Regions from separate parts of the Astyanax mexicanus genome. Here region 1 is linked to region 2. A link is a contact called in public Hi-C data. All regions are on one chromosome and are shown on one strand. The core of a region is the stretch at or near the end of the contact, and the rest is flanking DNA. Distances in the headings are between cores, read along the strand shown.

What was found. A called contact is a pair of places that touch in the nucleus more often than the background predicts.
Region 1: a contact with region 2 is called in a Hi-C map of muscle, with 14 times the contacts expected there. The contact joins the promoter of btg3 here to the enhancer-like site in region 2. A contact is called at or near these places in 2 of 3 Hi-C or Micro-C datasets (both in muscle).

The regions. Positions count from the first base shown.
Region 1 is chr20:14,321,763-14,328,664 of AstMex3_surface, reverse strand. It overlaps btg3 (B-cell translocation gene 3), which reads left to right and starts at 4,751. Exons shown (of 5, transcript XM_007235403.4): 1 at 4,751-4,858; 2 at 6,265-6,471; 3 at 6,596-6,733. The coding sequence starts at 6,299. It overlaps LOC103039025 (arachidonate 5-lipoxygenase-activating protein), which reads left to right. Exons shown (of 5, transcript XM_007235405.4): 4 at 1,271-1,352; 5 at 1,604-2,551. The coding sequence ends at 1,766.
Region 2 is chr20:14,221,949-14,228,170 of AstMex3_surface, reverse strand. No RefSeq gene overlaps it. Among protein-coding and RNA genes, the nearest start is that of ptrh2, 25 kb to the left of the region's middle. Within about 2 kb of position 4,305, the one cell type or tissue checked has an H3K27ac peak away from gene starts, as active enhancers do.

The DNA of each region.
Region 1 (6,902 bases), core at 3,502-6,001, 100 kb before region 2:
TTATAGGATAATATTCAGGTCTGGGGACTGAGATTATCATTCCAGAACAGTGTACTTGTTTCTCTGCATGAATGCTTTAGTAGATTTTAAGCAGTGTTTAGGGTCGTTGTCATGTTGAAGTATCCAGCCCTGGCTCAACTTCAACTTTCTCACTGATTCTTAAACATTGTTCTTAAGAATCTGCTGATATTGACTGAAATCCATGCGACCATGACAACTTTAACAAGATTCCCAGTACCTGCACTGGTCACACAGCCCCACAGCATGATAAACCAACACTAAATTTTACTGTGGGGAGCAGTAAAGTGTTTATCTTGGAATACTGTTATTTTTCCATCATGCATACCGCTCTCCACAAAACTCAATTTTAGCTTCATCAGTCCACAGCACCTTATTCCAAAATGAAGCTAGCTTGTTTAAATGGGCTTTAGCTTTAGCATACCTCAAGCGACTGTTTGTATCGAGTAAGCAGAAAAGGCTTCTTCTACATTAATATCCCACACAGCCTCTCCTTGTGTAAAGTACACTGAATAGTTGAATGATGCACAGTGACTCCATCTGCAGCAAGATGATGTTGTAGGTGCTGGAGGTCTGTGGGTTGACTATAACTGGTCTTACCATCCTTCTCTGCGTATCTGAGATTTTTCTTGGTCTGCCACTTCAGGTCTTAACTAAAACTGTGCCTGTGGTTCTTTCATTTTCTCAATATGTTCCTCACAGTGGAAACTGACAGCTGAAATCTCTGAGAGAGCTTTTTGTATCCGTCCTCTAAACCCTGATGTTGAACAATCTTTGTTTTCAGGTTATTTGAGAGATGTGTTTTGAGGCTCCCATGTTGCTACTCTTCAGAGAAGATTTAAAGAGGAGAAAAACTTGCATTTGGTCTCCTTAAAACCCTTCTAATATTGGATTCACCTGTGTATGTAGGTCAAGGGTCAGTGATCTTACAAAACACATTTGTGTTCCAATAATTAGCACTAAAGGTATTCAAATCAACAAAACGACAAGACTGAGCACATTTATGCACCTGCCTAATTTAGTTGAAAGAATTATTGCACACTTTCTGTACATCCCATAAACTTAATTTCACTTTTTAAATATCACTGTTTTCATATGTTATATGATATATTTAACTGAAATTGCTGATTCGAACAACCAGTGATTTATAAAATCAGGAAAGTCTTGAAAATGATTCATGCCACTGTATATAATATTATGTTTTAATGATGTAACATACTGCAGTACATTTCTCCACTATATTCCTGCTCAGCTCCAGCAGCATTTGCTGGGATTGTGTATCTTGTAGCCAGGCAGAAATACTTTGTTGGATATATGGGACAGACGTGTCAAAGGTAATAATCAGAACTTCTTATTTTTAAGTGTTCAATATAGATATGGATAATATATAAATACACCACAGCAATGTTTTATTGTATGTTGTTTTGAGTATAATTATTCACATTTCTGCATTTTATTCCCCACACTTCAACAGTACTCTTAGCACACTTTGCAAAACTACTGCCAGTAATGACTCAATAACTTTTGCTCAACTACCTCAAAGCTGCTCCTGTTCATGGTATATACTTATTTGGTGTTGTTTCAGCACTCCAGGTTTCCTGTTTGGAAAGCGTGTGCTGTTCTTCCTGTCCCTGATGTGTGTGGTGGGTATTCTGAACTACCTGCTGGTGATGTATGGGAGCAGTGACTATAAAGAGTATATCCAGACCATCACAAAGGCTGCTTCCACTCTCCTGCTCATTCCTTAGCCAATGCCAAAACTGTACATTCACATGCAGTTATATTATATACATTACTGGTGAAAAGTTATTAAACACTCACCATGTAATCAACCAAAATTTTTTTCAATATCTTAGAAATCATGCAAACAATAGAGTGTAAACACCTATTTAAACAAATTGCACTGTCAAGTATGGTCTGTTTGCTATTATTGCAATCAATAATCCATTTAATCTATGGCTCCATTGTTAATTACATTATATTAAAATGTCTCTTTGACCCTGTCTATTATTCTGTTGGATTGTTTATTTTGTACTAAAGATGTTGACATGTGAGTGTGATTTGCGGAAAATTATTGACATTTGATTCATATTCTTCTTATTATTATTTCTTAAAAGAGTTATCATACAGGCTTTACTGCGAAGTTAAGGCTGCGGGTCCACTGTAGAACTGTCCAATAAGATTCCTTTCCAGCAGCCTATATTGTTCATACATATATGAATAGTCTCGTGGTGACAGCCTCCTATGACAGAGAAATGCAGCCCACCTCCGCTGCAGCCTGGACTTTGGAACACAGCTACAGTGTTTTGGTCCTCATTATTACTGTATTACATTAAGCAAGTAAAGTTATCCATTTCACCTTTTTAATGTTTGTAATGTAAGGTCATTTGTTATAGCTGGTCAGTGTATATGTATTTAGGACAAATTTCTAATGAGCCAACATACTTTTGAAATTATTGCATGTTTATTGTGTATTAAAATATACAATATAAATGATGAATTATATCAAATGAATAAACAGAATATGATTTATTTTTTAGAGTTGTCATTGTGAATTCTAAACTAATGTTTAATTTCTTGAGATATTTGTGTAAGTAGACACATGGTACATCATTAGGGTCACCACCATGGGGGTCCTACAAAAACATTTTTTGTATTTTGTTTTTTACTAATTAATCAAAAGTAAATTAGTTATTTATATGGGATATTTAAATATTGCTCATGTATAAATATATCTCCACAATAATAACTTTATATAAGTTGTGAATGTTAGAGCATTTAAAATTCTTAAGCCATCTCAATTATTCTGCTAGTCATTCAATTTAAGCTTAAAAAAGATTTAAAAAAATAAACAGTAAATAAAACTGTGCTAAAAACATATTCTTCTAAATGCTATTATGTCACTTTTGACATAATAACATGTTACATTTAACAAGAGGTAATTGTTGTTTTATTTTGTGTTGTTTTTACTTTACACATTCAGTGGTTGGATCTTTACACTTGAAGCTTGACAGTGCGCAGACAAAGGAATATCTTTTCAAAACCTTTGATCTAGAGAATAATAAAACAAACCAGCAGACTCATATTAACAGTGAGTGCAGCATTCTTTAATAACAGTGGGTGTGGTCTAGTCCAGACTCTTCCTAATTTCCATTCAGGACAACCGATGTATTTCACATAGGAAATATAAATATAAAGCATGATATAAGAAAAGTGTAAATGCAAAATGAGTCTAAATTACATGAAAACAACCTGTTAGAGTCTTTGTACTTGGGTGTACAGATTGATCGATGTATCAGTAGTATCGATAACAATGTTTTATTGAAGTAGTATCAATAGATGTTTTAGTTTACAGCTGTAAAATAAAACCTTGTAAACTAGAATGTATGTTTTACATCAATCATTGTTCTCCCATATTCTTTTTACAATTACAGAGTTCAGTTATTGAACGATCAATCTTAGCGATTACCGAACTAACTAACAAATGACATGAGTAAAGAACGAGCCAGTTCTACGAGTGTTTCCCAAATATATATATATATTTGTACACAGACAGGTACACACAAAATGATTTTGTAAACAAAAAAAGGTTTAAACTAACCAGAATATACTTTATACATTTATCTTTGAGGACAGATCTGCACACTGGTATTTTAATCTCAGTGTCTTTATGAGGTAGATTCACTTGGAATAGTTTTCTCCAGCTTATACCAATCTCATTTGGGTTTAGGTCAGAGGATTGTGGAAAATAAATTAAACAAAACAAAAAAAAAAACACTGACTGAGACTGTACTCTATATATGTTTGCAAGTTGACACACCCCAGAGTTTGTCCAGATAAACAGCCACAATGTTGGTTAGAAGCACCTCAATTTTACCTGCACATTCACCGCAGAGTAATCTTTACCATACGTGTAGGTGTGATTAAAGACACCACAAGTGTCCTGTGCACCAGTTCTACAACACCAGGGATTTTCCCAATAGCATGGAAATATATTGTGTGGTGCTGTTATCCTGGCCTGGTGGGAATTGTGTTTAGGTGCGTGTATGCCACAGTAACAGCCTGGTTACCGAATGCACAGACATGGAGACAGCAAATTTGCTTGGACCGTGAGCATCATATGCAGGAATTCATTTATTGTATTCATTGCAACATTAATGTCAAGAGCTTTACAATGCTTATCTGGATTTTAATGATTTATTCGTGGGTTTGATTGGTTAAAAATGCCCAGTTAGACTTCAAGCTACATTCAAAGTTGGCATTATGATATAATATAATATAATATAATATAATATAATTTAATATAATATTTCAACCACAGAAAAATATATATTTGAATGATGAATGATGTTTTTCCACTGGATTTCCAGTTTGTCCACTAAGTGTACTGTTTCAACAGTAAAAGTGCAGTTTGTGTATTTATTAATAAATTATTTACATTTCCATCAAATAACAGCAACATAGTTTAGTTATTTTAGCTATTGTTCACTTTAGCAAAAGTAATGTGATATAATATTCAGGATGAGAGTATGAATGAATAATAAACAGTTCTGTGGTAAATAAAAGCAGTTGTTTTCTATGTTCTGTGTTTAATATATTCGGTGCTAATTCTTGTTTTTTGTATGTTTGGGGCATTATATTAGAGTATTTCTCTGATTAAAACCCTGCTGTTGGGGGTTTACGTATAGATTTATTGAGAGGTTAAGTTTTATTTCTCTACAGTAGCGGCCGCGTGGCCTGTAGAAGGAAAGTGACGTCACCGAGAAGCTGCGCACCACAGGATCTAGAAGTGTGTCGGCGCGGCAGGAGTTAACCCACATGTTGATGGACGGAGAGCGCGGTGAGTGTGTTATTAGAGTCTCGGGCCGGCTGATGGCTCTGGGCTCTGTGCTGAGAGAGACACAGTAACAGCAGCAAGAAGCAGGAGTGGTTTTAGCTGCTGAAATGCGGCAGCACGGCGGGCCGCGCAGTTAACGCCGTTGTGCGCAGTGTTGTCCAGGGTTGTAGCTAATTAGTTAGCTTAGCTTCATAGTCCGCTGCTAGCCAGTTTATAGCCTGTATTTCGTGTTGTGCTCATTAGATAAGTAACGGCTGGTTATTAATTACAGAACTGTTAGTTAGTTTCTGTGTAAAGGCTCGGTTTCGCTTACTGCTGTTGTGTAGATATATTACCCTAGTGTTCTCTGATTGGCCGCTCTGGTTAGTGTTGAATATGTAGCGTAGACTAGTTTCACTGAACTGAGTTAATGAAGTTTTTCTCTCAGAATAAAGGTATTGTTAAGTAACAGGACTGCGAGCTGCTGTGTAATGTGAGCACCGTTAGCTTCTGGCTAATTGCCCGGGTTTAGTGGGGCTGATGAAGCTGAGCGCGCCATTATCTGAACTCTCCCGCCGATCTGCCGCCGCTGCTGCTGCCTCCTCGGTTTAAGGGCGGTCAGCTCGGTTATCGGCGGATTTGCAGGTTGTTTTGGGGTTAGGATTTCCACCAGTTGATACGTTTCAGACTAGAGACCAGGACGGATGCTTTTGAAATAAGCTTTTTCCCATATTGTAGTCCTCGTGCACTCCTTTTCCTTACATTCCTCTTTTTCAGTGAGAGAAGAGAGCTTTAGTTTGTCCTGACAGGATTTTAGGTGGACTGAAACGGTGTCTGGGCCATTTCCATACACCTGTGAATATGCTTGTTGGTCAGTTCAGATTTAAGTGGGTTTGTCTGTTAGATTTGTTTTGTGTTGTTGTGGTGCTTAGCGCTGCAAACAACGGAGAACAGTTGGTTTAGAACTGCATTTAGGAAGAATTAACACACATGACTGTCCATTCCTGGTTTAAAAGTTAGTTTTAGTTTTTCCTTTTTAACAGCACACAATCTGGATCAGCATTTGCTGGCTTTCTTCTCTGATTGCTGTTTCACACTTTGTATCACCCCTGTATGAGCACCTCTTACATAGGTCTGATTGACTGCAGAGCGTCTGTCTTTGGTAATATTTGCAATGCATCTGATTTGATCTGTGAGTTTTTTGGGAGCACAAATCCTTTACTGGCTAGAGAAGTGACACCTAAATGGTCAGGATCAACAAAGGAGTCTACAAATCTATAAATGTCAAGTATAGAGTTCTTCAACCCTAGGTTACTGAATAACATGACTGACTACCTTAGGGATCTGGAACACAATTTACTATTAGTTAGACATTACAGAAGATTATTCTGCTGTGATATTTTTAATTATCCGATTTGTGCCATTAACAGAATTTGGACCGGATTTTCAGCCCTGCAGCTAACAATGAAGAAAGAAATTGCGGCAGTGGTGTTTTTCTTAAAGCGGTTGATCAAGAAGGCTGAGAAGCTGGATGTGGAGAAAGTGGATCTGTTTGTGGAGCGGTTGACTGTGGCTCTGCAGGAAAAGTTCAGAGGTCACTGGTATCCAGACAACCCTAACAAAGGCCAGGCTTTCAGGTACAATGTATGGAATGGATGCAATGGGAACAGTTTAAGACTGGGTTGGGTTCTTGAGAAAATGTTTGCACCACCAAATTAATGTGGTTTACCTTGTTTAAATTGAGGTTACTGCGTTCTTCAGGTGTATTCGCGTAAACCGGTTCCTTAAAGAAGACCCAGAGCTACTGAGAGCCTGTGCTGAAAGCGGTGTGCAGTATAAGGACCTTGGTCTTCCCAAAGAGCTCACATTGTGGGTAGATCCAGGAGAGGTGTGCTGCAGGTGAGTAAACACTGAATAATATACCTATTCCTGGTCCAGGAAATCTACCATTTTGCGGCAATCAGATCAGCACACTATATTCAGCTAGCCCTGATAACCCTCAGTACCGTAATCAGATAAGTTAAAGTTGAATCTGAAGGGTGGTAAGTCATGAGAAGCACTATTGGAC
Region 2 (6,222 bases), core at 3,056-5,555:
GGACAACAAAACATACCTGATAGTAACATATTCCAGTACTTTTGTTTACAAGAAAAAATGCATAACTTAAAAAAAATGTGCATCAGATCCAGACGTAAATATCTGGAAATAAAAGCTGAAATTATGATATTTTGTCCAATATTCATTTCAAACACAAATGTTTTAAGTCTACAATGGAAATAAAGGGTATGCTCTCACTGTGCCAATATTTTTGTATCTGTTTGAACTAAAACATTGTTCTATTTAATTTATGCCCGTATTCACTTGGACCTATCACAATTTTTAGATATAGTATTATTTACCAAGGCAGGGCTCTGTCTTCCTGGCTCTAAAGGTTATACATCCTCCCTTAAAATGGGCCCTTCTCAGATATCTATCGCTGTAGACAATGTATTTATTGTTGAAACATCACCTCCACCCTGCAAATGGACCATTTGGCCCTTGTCTTGGAGAGCAAACCTTTGTTCAAGTTAGAAGGACAAATGTGGTGTCTGAATTCAGAGGGCCTTCAACCTGGGTCCTGTGTTAATCCTCTCATGTGCACAGTGGATATGCTAATGATAATTCATAGACTACTACTAGTGTACGCTAATCGATTTGTATTGGTGCTGTACTTTCTTTTGGGCCTGCTGCACGCTCCTTCACTATTCCCTCAACTGGTGATTTCCCTCCACTATTAAGTACACACTGCGGCTTTCTCCACGTACCACACAGTCATTAATGGTGCCCCCTCTGGTTACTGGTTATCTGATTTGTTGATTTTTTAGAGGAGTGTTTCAGCTCTGACCCCTCTGCTCCCCCAGGGACGTGGTGTCCCATGTGACCTTGTTGGTATTCAGAGCTTAAAGCATGCCAAGGAGAGGGATTGTCATCCACAGTCATTCGGCATCATAGAACCACAGAGGATTTAAAGAGATTTTATTGTCATTCGCATCACATGTGGTACATGAGGTGGATGGAATTTGTGATCTCACAATCCAGTTTACACCCAGGAGCTGTTATTAAAATAAATATATAAATAAAATAAGATAACAAAATAAAAGAATACAATAAAAATAGAACATAACAAAATAGATAAAGATAAATACCCCAAAAACAAAAAAATAGTAGGCAGAGTAGACAGGTAGCAGCAACATAAAGTCCAGAGTGCATGTTTGCTATAGCAGCATGATAATGGAATTAGAGCAGTAAAAGATAAATGGTCTCAGTGCGGGTAAAATGACAGTGTTTGTAAACAGTAATTTGTCCTTGTGTGTCAGTGCAGTGTGTTGTTTAGGTGGAGTTTAAGAACCTTACAGCTTCTGGAATGAGCTGGAATGTTTCAGAGTCTGGTTGTTTTGCACTTGATGCTCCTCAGCCTCCGGCCTGAGGGGAGTGGGACAAAAAGTGCGTGTGCTGGGTGGGTGGGATCCTTTCTGATGCAGGTGGCCCTTTTCCTGCATCTGGAGGTGTAGATGTCCGTTGTGCGTTCATCCCCATCTGCAGAGCTTTCCTGTCTGTAGCAGAGCAGCTTCCATGCCACAGGTTGATGCTGGAGCACACGACGCTCTCCACCACACATCTGTAGAAGGAGGTGAGGACTGTGCTCCCGAGTCCTGCTTGTCTCAGCCTCCTGAGGATGTAGAGCCGCTGATGTGCCTTCCTGACCAGAGTGGAAGTGTTGTTGCTCCAGGTGAGGTTGCTGCTCAGGTGCACACCCATGTACCTGTAGCTGTCAACCACTTCCACCGCAGATCCTCCAATGTGCAGGGGGAGGTGGGCATGCTGGCCCCTTCTGAAGTCCACAATCATCTCCTTCGTCTTCTTTACATTGATGCAGAGGTTGTTCTCTCTGCACCAATCCTCCAGGTGTTCCACCTCCTGCCTGTAGCTAGATGTAAGGTCCTGGCCCTGTTTCCTGTCTGTCCTCGTGCCTGTGTTGTCCCACGTGACCCGTGACCCTGTGTTCTACCTGTGTTTTTCCTCTCACCTGTGTCTTTTGTAACTCCGCCCCTTCGTCCCAGGTGTTTCATGTTTCCTGTGTGTGTGCACCTCTATTTAAGGTCCGTGTTCCATTTCCCCGGTGTCGATCCTTGTACGTTTAACGTCTGTCAGTGTTCATTGTTTCCCGAGTTTCCTCAGTCTTGTTTTCAGTTTATCCCAGTGTATTGTGTATCCTGTTTTCGTTTAATAAATCCCCTGTTGGTTTGCATTTGCGTCCGCCTCCTCGTCCTCCCTGCACCCCCGCCCTGACACTAGACTCATCTTTGTTGGTGATACATCCAACCACTGCCATGTTGTCCGCAAACTTCATAATATGACAAAGACACACATAATTAGCATTTTCTTGTAATCTGTGTCAAACCATGTTACAGATGTAAAGAAGACTATAAAGACTTGTTTTCAGTTCCAGGTTCAGTCCAGTTTTACAACAGACATTGGTACAAAGAAACCATACAGAAATTAGTTTACTTTTGGAGATATTGTAGAAGCTTATTTTTTTAAATATGTAAAGATCCTTTAGAATTTTCTTCATAGAAAATTGTGCATATTTCTGCATAGATTTGGCACACATTTTCAGCAGATTTCAAACGCAAAAGTCCTAAAAGTAGTTAAGAAGAAAAATTAAACAAAAGAGAATAATTTTTCACATATATATACTTGTTCATTTATGTATTAAAGGAAAATGTTTTATGTGAGTATGTGCACCTTTTTTCAGTATCTGGTGTGAACCTCTTGTGCTGGAATAACTGCAACTAAATGTTTCTATTGATTAGTCTGGCCTATTGCTCCATTCAAAACAGCTTCAGCTCTGGTAAATTTCCTCCCATTAACTGCTGCTCCTTCCACAACATGTCTACTATATTAAGGTCAGGCCTTTGACTTGGCCATTCCAACACAATCACTGAATTCTCCTATAATAGCGTTATTAGTAAGCCTTTCTGGACCAAAAACAGCAAAATAGGCCCAAACCATTATATGCCACCGTTATGTTTCACAGAGCGGAAATGTTTTAAATTGGGAATGAAGGGTTTTCTTTTCTCCAAACATAAATTTAAACATTGTTTCAGTGTCATCTGCCCACAGAGCATTTACTTCTAGGGCGTTTAGGGCAAAAATCTGAGGTCAAAATTTTAAATATCCAGCATGTTTGCTTGTGCCCAGTTGATGAGTACAAAGATTCTCTCACCTACAGTCAAACATAGTGGTGGTAGCATAATGGTCTGTACTGTAGCATTCTAAAGCAGAACGTGATCCCCTCCCTTCAGCAATTGGGACTCATGGGACTTATCATGATGGTTTACCAACATGATAAAAACCCCAAACACACCTCCACTGCTTTGCTGAGGAAGCTGAAGGTAAAGGTGAGGGACAGGCCAAGTATGTTTCTAGACCTAAACACAGAAAGCCCTCCCCCTGGCAGGAGATCCTACCCAACCACCACACAGCTTCTTCAGCCTGCTGCCATCGGGGAGGAGACTGCAGAGTCTCGGGGCTAGGACCAGCCAACTGAGGGACAGCTTCATCCACCAGGCTGTTAGGATGCTCGACTCTCTCCCTGCTTACCACTCCTTCCCCATTTGCCCCCAGGACACACATACTCAGCAGCCTTACCCCCAACCCCCTCACCCCATCCAATCAACACATTACTGGAACTTTTCAATAACTGATATACACTCATACACCCCATATCTGCACTACTTCTTATACTTGCACTGTCCTACCCACTTTACCTCCCCCTACAACAGTGACCTTTAAAGAACTGTACCAATCTTAAGCTTTTACATCTTTATATTTGCACTACTGTTTATACAGGTTCTGTTTATACTGGTACAGCATTTTCCCTGTAATCACCGGAAGACTCTTATATTGCGCTATTGTCTTGTGTTTTGTGTCTTGTCTCACATATGTTTATACCTGTGACCTTGTTTACTGTCTATTTCATTCTTATATTATTTAAAGTTTTATTTAGTTGTACATTATGTTTTATTTGCTATAACTTTGGGTAGCAGAGTAATGCAATTTCAATCCTCTGTATATCCTGTACATATGCAGTACTGAAAATAAAACAACCAGAGTTTACTTGATTTGAGCACCTGTTGGGCATCCTCAAGTGTCTGTGTCTGTATGATATTGATTATTGTTTTAGATTAAAAAACACTTAACGCAATACTAACCCTGTACTCAGAGTAATAAATAATAATGCCATACAGACAGCGTGGCTGGACTAGGTTGGTGTAGATGGGAAGACATTAGGAAGGTGTCGTTTCACATGAGGGAGGTGGGCGCGTGTGGGGGTGCGTGAGTTCTGTTTTGCTGGATTCCTGGTGAGGCAGGGCTCTGAACTTCGCCAGAAGCCCTTAATGTTCCCGTAATAATCCCAACCCGTAAATTTCCCTGCGACTACGAAAACAGACACCCCCCCCCCCCCCCCCCCCCCAACATACACACTCCAACACCCACAGGCACTGACCCGTCCGACAGGAAGAATGGAAGGAATTGAAATCAGAGAAAGAAAGAGAGAGAGAGAGAGCAGCAGGGCCATCTATTTATTGAGTCACCTAAATGGCGTAGTAATAAGTGTGTGCTCTGCTGTACGTTATATGAAGAAGTTAAATTTACTAAAATAATGTGTTGTCGTTGCTTTTCTTTTTTTCCCTCCTGGATCTGCTTGATAAGTTATATGTTGTGTACATGTTCTGCAAAGTAATCAAAATAATAAATAAATACATACATAAATAACTAAATAGGAAGGCCTACAGCAGCAGGGTCTGGCTGTCCTCGTGCACGCTGTGTTGTGTAAGACTTGGCAGGCTGGACTAGAATAACACCCTTATTCTCTCTCTCAGAGCTCTGAACTCTTTCACCCTACAGCCCTGTCCTCCCCTCACTCAGCAACAGAAAGCAACAACAACTCAGGGGAGAGGTGCCCTCTCTCTCTCTCTTTCTCTCTCTCTCTGTCTATTCCCCCTCTATCTCTGCTTCCCTTGTGTCGCACTTTCTCTTTCACCTCTCTCCACCTACATGCACGTCTCTCGTTCACTCGCCTCGTTCTCTTACCCACAGTGAGCGAGAATGAACGCACACGGCTCTCACGCGCTGCTCTGCTCCGTGCCGCCTATATGTGCGTGTGCTGGAAGTAGAAGCGCGTGCCCGTGCTGTGCCTGTTTCCCTACAGGCTTTGCATTCTCTCGGCCGTCGGTCAGACTCGGCGCTGGAGTCTTGCATTGCTCACCTTTCTGCTGTACCTGGTGAGTAACCCCCACCCCCATTTTTTAATTCAGACTCTTCACCTGTACAATACAATGGTGTGTGCGTTGTAGTTTTCTTGCTGATGTACGCGCGCGTAGTGCGTAGCATGTACACACTCGTGCAGAGTGTTCCCTACCTGTTGTTTACGTGCTATCTGTGGGTGGGTGTGTAGATAAAATGTCCTCGCTAAAGGAACGTGTGTGTGTTTGTTTATCGTGCCCGTGCCCTGTTAAGTAAAGATGCATTCAAATTGGACATTTCACGCGGTTAAATCAGCCTATAGAATGGTGTTTGCGCGCGTGTTAGGTAACTTTCTGTGTGTGTGCGTGCGCGCGCTCGCTCGCTAGCTTTCTGGAATGGTACACAGTGTTTGGGATCAGTTGTCATTTCACGAGCACTATTGGAATGGACGAACTCACTGACCCCGTGTTTAGCGCCGGGTTCCTTCTTCCCTCCCTCTCTCTTTCTCTCACACGCACTTTCCTCTCTTACGCCTTCTCCCTCCCTCTCTCTCTGACTTTCTCCATCGCTCTCTCTCTCTCTCTCTCTCTCTCTCTCTCTCTCTCTCTCTCTCTCTCATTTATAGGCATCTAAAACTAACATCTGAGTATCTAAGATATGTGGGTGTAGGGAGTTCATGTTAGTACATGTATATATATAGTGAATGGACCCTGTGCTATTACGCGTTGAAGGGACGAAAAAGGGCTTCCGTCATTTTCTCTCCTCTTTCTCTTGCTTGTGTTTTTCTCTCTTCGCTCCAAACATCTGGCTGCTCTAGCTGTCTGTCGTTTTAACTAACGCTCAGTCTGCGTCACTGTCCGACCCCACTCTCAGTCGCAGCTGAACTTTTTAAGAAGCGTCACACGTGTTTTCTGATAGAGCTTTGGCCCCATCTACTGTTAAGTTAGTAAAACCACCCCGGGCACACGGTGTTCTCTGCTTTATCTCATGTTCATCAACTGAAAGTTAGTGTGGAGCACAACGGTATGA